Regions from separate parts of the Sus scrofa genome. Here regions 1 and 3 are each linked to region 2. The links are chromatin contacts, called in public HiChIP or PLAC-seq and promoter capture Hi-C maps. All regions are on one chromosome and are shown on one strand. Each heading gives the region's core, a stretch centred on a gene start, on an enhancer-like site or on the middle of the called end of the contact. The rest is flanking DNA. Distances are from core to core; before and after follow the strand shown. Region 1 holds the start of ARPC4 (actin related protein 2/3 complex subunit 4). Region 2 holds the start of VHL (von Hippel-Lindau disease tumor suppressor). Region 3 holds the start of CAMK1 (calcium/calmodulin dependent protein kinase I).

Region 1 (2,700 bases), core at 39-2,538, 260 kb before region 2:
GGGAAATATCTTTTGCGTTGCTTGAATTTATTACTGCTTCTATGGATAACTTTTTCAAATAAATTCTTTAAAAATTTAGGCAAGTGACAGAGGCAAGTCAAGGTGCTGTGGCAGTGCATCTTCTGCTCGGGAATCTGCAAAGGCATTCTGGTGGAAGTAATGTGTGATCAGGGTTTTGAAGGGTGTCAGATTGCCAAGGGGAGAAGAGCATGTGCAGAGGCCCAGAGACCAGCAAGGACCCTGGGGGGGGGTGCTGCTGATAAACACAGCAGTGAGGAGGGGGCGTGGCCAAGGAAACAGGAGAGAGGCGCTGGGACTGTGCCACCATGGACTGAGATGCCTGGACTACTCGATTCTGGGTAACAGGAGCCAGGGAGAGGCCAGAGAGCAGGGTCATGTCATGAGCACATCTGATCATGACAGCTGACCTATTGGAGAGAGCTCCCCTCCAATGCTTCTCTGTATTTTCTACATTTTCTTTAATGGAACCTCTTTTATTTTCCTCATAAAAAAAGTAAACTTTTACACATCAAAAAATTTAAAAAAAAGAATCCCTCTAGAAGGAAGAAAGTGTTAGGCTGTTCAGGTAAAGGCTGATGAAGGCTTGAGCCAAAGAAGGGCAGGTGATGAGAGAAACAGACCTCACTAGGGAAGAGGCCTTAGGTCATGGTGACCATTTACATAGGCTAGAAAGGAGAAGGTGACGTTAGTGCCTGTATGTTGAGGTGGGTTAGCAGAGCAGACAGGAGGCTGGGCAGCACAGGGGAAGGAAGATGATGCAGAGCTTAGGGTCTCAGATTCTGAGGCAACTCTGAGCCCTCTTGTTCTCCACATCTACCTAGGCTTGGGGGTCGCTACCTTGTAATGTTCAGCCTCATCTTCTGGGGGTTTCAGTAGCTCCTCCAGTGTGCGCACCTCCTCACTGGTGATGTCAGCACAGTAGGGCTCCACTGAAGCCCAGAATCTGCAGGGCGAAGCAGAGCCTGAGTGAGGGCCCCTCCCCCACCAACCTCAGCCCTGGGCCCCACCACAGCCTCCAATGCCCGAATCCCGAGGCCCATCTATGTTCTCTGGCCCAGAACCTGTTGGGGGCGTCATTCTTGGGGATACGTGGCACGTCGATAGGGTCATCAGTGAATTCATATTCCTGGATCTTGGGCTGAAGGTTTTTGGATTTGGGTCGCCCAGGGCCAGGGCCCGGCCCATGTCCTGCCTTCCCTTCCAGTTTCTGCTTCTTGGGTTTCCCATGTTTGGGGGGAGCTCCAAGCTCATGGTCTCGACCCAGCTTCAGGAATCGTCGGTCACCTTTCTTATCCTGCCAGTCGGTGAGGATCTGAAATTCACACACTGTCACTGAGAGGGAGAAGGGAAGACACAGGCAATTCGTCCTCCCAGAGAAAAACTGGGATCTAGAACTCAATTAGGCTCCAAGTCTCTCCTTATTCCCTTTATGTCTAGCAAATTCCTACTCATTCTGCAAAACTCAGCTCCTTATCTGTGCCCATCTCACAGGATTTTATTCATATTCTTCTAATCATTCTATTCACTTGTCTATACTGACTCACCTATGTAGCACCCAAGCCAGTTACACAGTGTTTAGCAGGTCAAGCAAAGAGATCACATCTCAGGAAAACATGCTGGGAGTAATTTTTTGGTATAGGAAAGCAAGCTTTCCAGCAAACCTTCTCTTCAAATATCGCCACAACTGGGAAGCCTTCTCTGCATCAGTTACACAGCTTCTTAGATGCTAAAACACAACTGATTATGCCACAGCCCACTCAAAAAGCTTCAATGGATTCCCAGGGACCACAATTTTTTTTTTTTTTTTTTTTTTTGCTTTTTAGGGCCACACCTTTGGCATATGAAGGGTCTCAAGTTAGGGGTCAAATCGAAGCTGCAGCTGCTGCCCTATACCACAGCCATAGCAATGCAGGATCTGAGCTGCATCTGCAACCTACACCACAGCTCATGGCAAAACCAGATCCTTAACCCACTGAGCGAGGCCAGGGATCAAACCTGCACCTCATGGTTACCAGTCAGATTCGTTTCTGCTGCACCATGATGGGAACTCCCACGAGTTAATTTCATTCTTTTTTTTTTTTTTTTTTTGCTTTTTAGGGCTGCACCTGAGGCACATGGGGGTTCCCAGGCTAGGGCTCCAATCAGAGCTACAGCTGCCAGCCGACGCCACAGCCACAGCAACACAGGATTCAAGCCGTGTCTGTGACCTACACCACAGCTCACGGCAACACCAGATCCCCAACCCACTGATGGAGGCCAGGGATTGAACCTGAAACCTCATGGTTCCTAGTCAGATTCATTTCCACTGCGTCACAATGGGAACTCCAATTTTATTCATCTTTTGAGGTCCAGTTAAAATGGCATCGTCTTTGTCTATGAGTCTCTGATACTCTGTACCTCCACTGTAGGACTAATCGTGTTGTTTGATCATAACTAGAACAAACAGAATACTTTGTGGAGTTCCTGTTGTGGCTCCGTGGGTGACAAACACGACTAGTATCCATGAGGATGCTGTTCGATCCCTGGACTTGCTCAGTGGGTTAGGGATCTGGTATTGCCGTGACATGTGGTGTAGGTTGCAAGTGTGGCTTGGATCTCGCGTTGCTGTAGTGTAGGCTGGTAGCTGCAGCTCTGATTCAACCCCTGGCCTGGGAACTTCCATATGCCATAGGCGTAGTC
Region 2 (2,700 bases), core at 156-2,655:
AGGGACACCCCCCACACACACCCCTGCCTTTTCACCTATGCTGGCCTCATACCATCCTTCTTGTAATTCTGTAGCAACTTCATGCCCTATGTCCAAGCTAGCAGCCCTGCTAATAGTGAGTGATCCAAGCATTGCTTATCAGTTTTGCTTCTGCAACCTTGCTTGCTCAGTTTCTTAGGCAGGAACACTGTCTGCTAGGGGAAAGGGGAGGTCCCTGGCTGCTTACATGGAAAGAACAAGACGCTGTATTGTATAAAAGCTGCTGAGACCAAAGACCTGGTGCTCAGACTCTGGAGCCTGAGCTCCTCTGAGCCTGCACAGGGGCTGAATAAACCCTTCTTTTGTCTGCATCTCCAAGTGCCCTTTGTCTCCTTCCGCTGCCAGGGTTTCTGCAATAAGATCACATACTTGAAGCTAAACCTGGAATGAGAACCCAGGTGGGTACGAATTACAGAGTGCAGAGACTGAACTATGAAAATGATTCCCTTTTCAGTTTCCTTTAATCTTTCTAATTATGTCCAGAAAAAAATTGACTTAACAACTAAACACTCAGTATCTAACATCTAACGCCTGGCTGTTTAAGAAGAGTGCAGGCTCAGCGCCTTTACGTTTGTTTAATAGATAAAACCCGGTAACTTGTTTTGAGATTAGTTCCACTGTACCCTTCTATAGTAAATGAATTTCCATTGACTGTAGTGATATTAAATTCCTTTTTGAAGTTCCCACTGTGACCTAACAGGATTGGCAGCATCTCTGAAGCGCCAGGACACAGGTTTGTGGGTTAAAGGATCCAGCGTCGCTGCACCCGCAGTATAGGTCGCAATTGCAGCTCAGATCTGATCTCTGGCCCAGGAACTGCATGCCCAGGTGGCGAAAAAAAAAAAAAAAAAAAATTCCTAAACATGTTTAATTGCTTGCGTATGTGTAGAACAACTTGGAAGGGAAGAACAAAAAAACTGATGATATTTGTTGCCTCCAGGGACCTCTAGGCGGCTGGGGGAAGTGGGATGATAGCTAAATTTTCACTTTATTCTACTTTTCTGTGCAAAATTCGAATTTTGTGACCCAAAATGGAGACAAAAGAGAAAAATGATCAATGAGAAAATTATTAAACAGCGCAGATGTTGGGCAGGATATAACAAAAACCACGAAGGTCTTAAGAGAATGAATGGAGCTAAAGAACGCTGTGCCAAAAACGTATGGGTCGCACATGAATCCAACTTATACGGGAAACCGGGCATCCGGATAGCCAGTGATAGCCTCGGCCTCAGCAAGGTCTCGGCCCCTGCTTAGAGGATGCACCTGCGCATGCGCGCAGCCTCAAACCAGCCATCTTAGGGGGTGTAGCCCACCCTCTCCATCGAGCGCGCGCGAAAACAGCGCGCAGGCCCGGGGACGCGCACGCACGCCCCGCCCCCGCCCCGCCCGGCGAGGCCCGGGTAGTCCAGGCTGTCCGACGTAATGCCCCGGAAGGCTGGGAAGGCGGGGAACGCGGAAGAGGCCCGGGCCGGCGCGGAGGAGGCGGGCGCCGAGTCTGGCACGGAAGAGTCTGACTCCAAAGAGCTGGGCGCCAAGGAGATGGAGGCCGGGCGGTCCCGGCCTGTGCTGCGCTCGGTGAATTCGCGGGAGCCGTCCCAGGTCATCTTCTGCAACCGCAGCCCGCGCGTCGTGCTGCCCGTGTGGCTCAACTTCGACGGCGAGCCGCAGCCCTACCCGACGCTCCCCCCCGGCACGGGCCGCCGCATCCACAGTTACCGAGGTAGGTTGGCCGGGGTCGTCCTGTCGCGCCGGGCCGCGCCGCCGCTTTGTCCCCGTGGGCAGCGAGCGCCTGCCGTCGCCCGTGCTGAGCTGCGCCCAGTGCTCCAGGCCTGATAACAACGGCAACCAACGGTGGCACGTCTCACCGAGTCCCCTCCCGATCCGGGAAGGCAGATGCTATTGTCGTTAGTATTCCCATTTTACCCTTGAGTAACTGAGGCCCCAGAGAGGTTGACGCTGCCAGTACGTGACAGCCCATTGTTCTAAAACTGAATAATTTGCATTTGATGATGGCCACATGTGTATTCCATCCCTGACGCCCATTTGTTCTGTATGTGAAGGGGAGAATCTCATATCCTCTGATGTGCCCAGTGGGCCAGCTCCGCCTCAGATCCCTGCGTTCATGAAGTACATGGTCCAGTGCAGTAGACGAGACAAATGCATAAATAGATAAGAACTAGCCAGTGTCCTAAGTGTTGTGGTTGGAGCAGAGTTCGGCGGGGCACCAGCTCAGAGAAAGGGAGGGGTGTGCGCTTTCGGAGAAGAAAGAGAATTCTGCAGGGTTTGAATGGGATCTAACCAACCGGGTTAGGAGGTGAGAGTAATAGGCAGAGTGAACCTACCACCTGGGGTCTTGGGGAGAGGAGAGGGTATGGAATGGTGGGAGAGGAAGCCTGAAAGTTTACTTTATCCCTGAGAAATGGGGCCATTGAAAGTTTTAAGCAGGGAATGGCGTTGCCAGACATAACACTGAAAAGCTTACCAGGTGGCAAAGTGGTTTGGAGGGGAAAGACTACTGGTAAAGGTTAAGAAACTGTCCTAGTAACCCAGGTGGGGGATATCTAGGCTTTACTGCCCAAGGAGGCAGTCATCTTCCTTGGCTTTCAAGAAGAGAAGTTAATACTTGCTTAATTTTCACTACCTTCCTTGCAAGATTTTTTT
Region 3 (2,743 bases), core at 81-2,580, 280 kb before region 2:
TGGATAGGGTTTGGATCCAGAGTTGCTCAATGACCCCTAGCTGGGCCCCAGCAAAGACTGCTGGAGGCAAAGACCTAGGAAGGCACTGCAGCCAGACTAGGACCCATCCAGAGAACACAGCCTCTCAATCCCATCCCAGGTCCACAGAGAGTGAAGCCAAAACAGAGCTCAGTGTACTGTGTGTCCTCAGGGAGGGCCCTTTCCTTCTCTTTTTCCTCCATGGGAAAAAATGAGGGGAAGGTGCCCTGATTAGAGCTCCTAGTGTGGGATTCCACTCTTTGGATGGGACATGTTCCCAAGGGGGCCTGGCCACCAATCCCAAGGGGCAGAAACTTCTAGGAAAGGAGACTTGGTGGTAAGCTGTAGAGGCAGAATTTTAAACCCACCTGGAAGCCTGGCAGATATGAACCTCACAGTTTCACATCAAAAGCCACCCACACCCCTGAACCCAAACACCTGCCTCCAGCACACGCCATCCCCAGTTACTCTGACACTTGATCACACATGTACACCCGGACGTCAGCACACACATCCAAACACACACTCCCCCAGACATCCTCACACCCAAACATCCCTCTCATACCCCAAAACACACATCCATACACACCTTGATGACACCCAGACAGGCAGACACACACACTCACCTGTATACCAGACATCCCAGATTCATTCATACCTTTATCCTAGAAGCTCTTCAACTGCAAATCCTTATACTCCTAACTCCAAACATGGTCAGCACACAACTGTATACGTCCCCAACTCTGACTTACTGCCCTTTTGAGCTGGATACCAGCACACCACAACACCTGGACATATATCTGCAACAAAAGCACTGACTCCCAGACATCCGCACGGATACCCTTATACACCAACATGCTGCAACTTCATATCTGAAGCCCCTTGCCAAAGCTAAGTCACTCTCATATCCCAACACATCCATACCTCCAAATGCCCAGTCCTTCCACATTCAGGCCCAGCTGAAGGCAGACACGCACGCACACACATCCCTTCCCCACCTTCCTCTTTTACCCACTCAGTTTCCCACCGGCACCTGCTGGGCCTGGGGCAGAGGTTGGGGAGTGAGGCCCGGCCCTGCCCATCTAGAGTCCGGCACGCCCGGGCTCCCCTTTCCATCCTTGGGGGAGGGTATCCAGCGGCTGCGCCCAGGGTCGGGCGGCGCGGCTTTGGGCTTGTACCTGCGGCTGCCCCGCCGCGGGGCTGGCTGGGAGGCCGGAGGTGCCTGGTGCTGGGCTCTGGCCGCTGGCCGCTGGCCGCCGTCCGCCGCCCGCCGCTGCTGCGCGCCTGGCCCCGCCGCCGGCTCTCTCGCTGGGGCTTGGTTCGGACTCGGCTGGCTCCCTCCGCCCGCCTGCGGCTCTGATGTCAGTGGAGGAGGAGCCTGCGACGGAGGGACTGGGGACTGGGAGGTGAGGCTCCGCTCCCGGGCTGGGAAAGGGGCGAGAGGTCAGGAGTTAACAGCGGCCGCCCTTCGTGCAGGTCAGATCCTCCGCTGGGTTCTTTTCATCCTTCGTCATCAGGCTGGGTCCCCGTTTCACAGTAGGAACAACTGAGGCACAGAGAGATGAAGCGCTCAAAGTCAGTTGGTCAGAAGCAGAGTCGAATTCGAACACAAGTCTGTCTGATGCCGGAAGCTGGCCATTTTCGCCCTATCTCTAGGAGTTTCTTTCAGACCAGTTCTGGGAGCTCCCTTAGGGTTGGGCGCTGTCCTACTCTCCCTGCCCCTGTCCGCCCCTGGGAATTAGGCCCAGGGAAGAGCTCTAGAGACTGAGAGGAGTGGAGGCCTGGGGCCGTTCGGAAAGGACAAGGCAAGGGTAGGTGATGAAGAGAATTGAGACAGTCTTAGGGTGGGGATCCCATTTGACTTGCGGGAAAACTGAGGTCCCTCTCTGAGGCAGAGCTAAGGCTCTAATTCTCCACACCTGCAGAGCTGATGCTCTAATTCCCTACACCTGCGGGCCAGATCGGGTGTGGTGCCCAGAGGGACTGGGGCGGGGAGGGAAGGGGGAGGGGGGAGAGTTAAATCTGGATCCTCGTGGAAGCGGGCCAAAGAGGACCACGTGACTGGGCTGGCGCCAGCGGCCTTTGGCTCAGGGCCAGGTTGGGAGAGGAAGCCCAAAACCGCTCTGGGGCGGCGGGCAAGGGGCCAAAAGACCTGGTCTGTGTCCTCTTGAGCAAGGCCTTCCTTGGGGAGAAGGGACTGAGGGAGCAACTCCCAGAAAGAAGGGGTGGGGCTGGACTGGAGCCAGCCGGAGGAGGCACGTTTCTGGGGACCCCCCACTCCACCTCATGGCCGCTCCTCAATCTTGAATTCCTGCATTTTACAGCTGCAGATAGGGAGAGGACAATGCTTAGCTCAATCTCATTTTCAATTGGCTTTTCCCTGTCTTAACCTCAGGACTGTGTCCGAAGGTGGTCAGGTTATTGTGCCCATTCTACAATGAGAGAGGAAGAGGTTCCTAGAAAGGCTTTAGAGACTAACTTTTCTGAGTCACACTTTACCTCTCTTAGCCTCAATTTCTTCATTTGGAATATGGAATATTGATGACTGACTCAGAATTTTCCTGAGAATTCTGTGGGATAATGGATGTGACGTGCCTGGAGTACCACCGGGGTTCAAAATATGACAGCTAGACTTACTTTAGGGTAAACTGAGGTTCAGAGAAGGAACCTGTTTTTTCTGGGGTCAGGGGACTAAGGAGCAATTCCCCTCCCTCAGATCTCCTTG

The links. Promoter capture Hi-C pulls out the DNA fragments that hold promoters and counts their contacts. HiChIP or PLAC-seq counts read pairs in DNA pulled down with a chosen protein or histone mark.
Region 1: an H3K27ac HiChIP or PLAC-seq map of alveolar macrophages shows a contact between it and region 2. The contact joins the promoter of ARPC4 here to the promoter of VHL in region 2. A contact is called at or near these places in 1 of 47 Hi-C or Micro-C datasets (embryonic fibroblasts) and 1 of 2 datasets of contacts at active chromatin or transcription factors (alveolar macrophages).
Region 3: a promoter capture Hi-C map of liver shows a contact between it and region 2, with 3 times the contacts expected there. The contact joins the promoter of CAMK1 here to the promoter of VHL in region 2. A contact is called at or near these places in 1 of 5 promoter capture datasets (liver) and 1 of 2 datasets of contacts at active chromatin or transcription factors (alveolar macrophages).

The regions. Positions count from the first base shown.
Region 1 is chr13:66,074,638-66,077,337 of Sscrofa11.1, forward strand. It overlaps ARPC4 (actin related protein 2/3 complex subunit 4), which reads left to right and starts at 1,289. Exons shown (of 7, transcript NM_001206535.1): 1 at 1,289-1,296. TADA3 (transcriptional adaptor 3) reads right to left here. Exons shown (of 10, transcript NM_001206536.1): 4 at 1,083-1,333; 5 at 859-964.
Region 2 is chr13:66,333,130-66,335,829 of Sscrofa11.1, forward strand. VHL (von Hippel-Lindau disease tumor suppressor) reads left to right here and starts at 1,406. Exons shown (of 3, transcript XM_003483214.4): 1 at 1,406-1,759. The coding sequence starts at 1,462.
Region 3 is chr13:66,053,928-66,056,670 of Sscrofa11.1, forward strand. It overlaps CAMK1 (calcium/calmodulin dependent protein kinase I), which reads right to left and starts at 1,331. Exons shown (of 14, transcript NM_001190195.2): 1 at 1,197-1,331.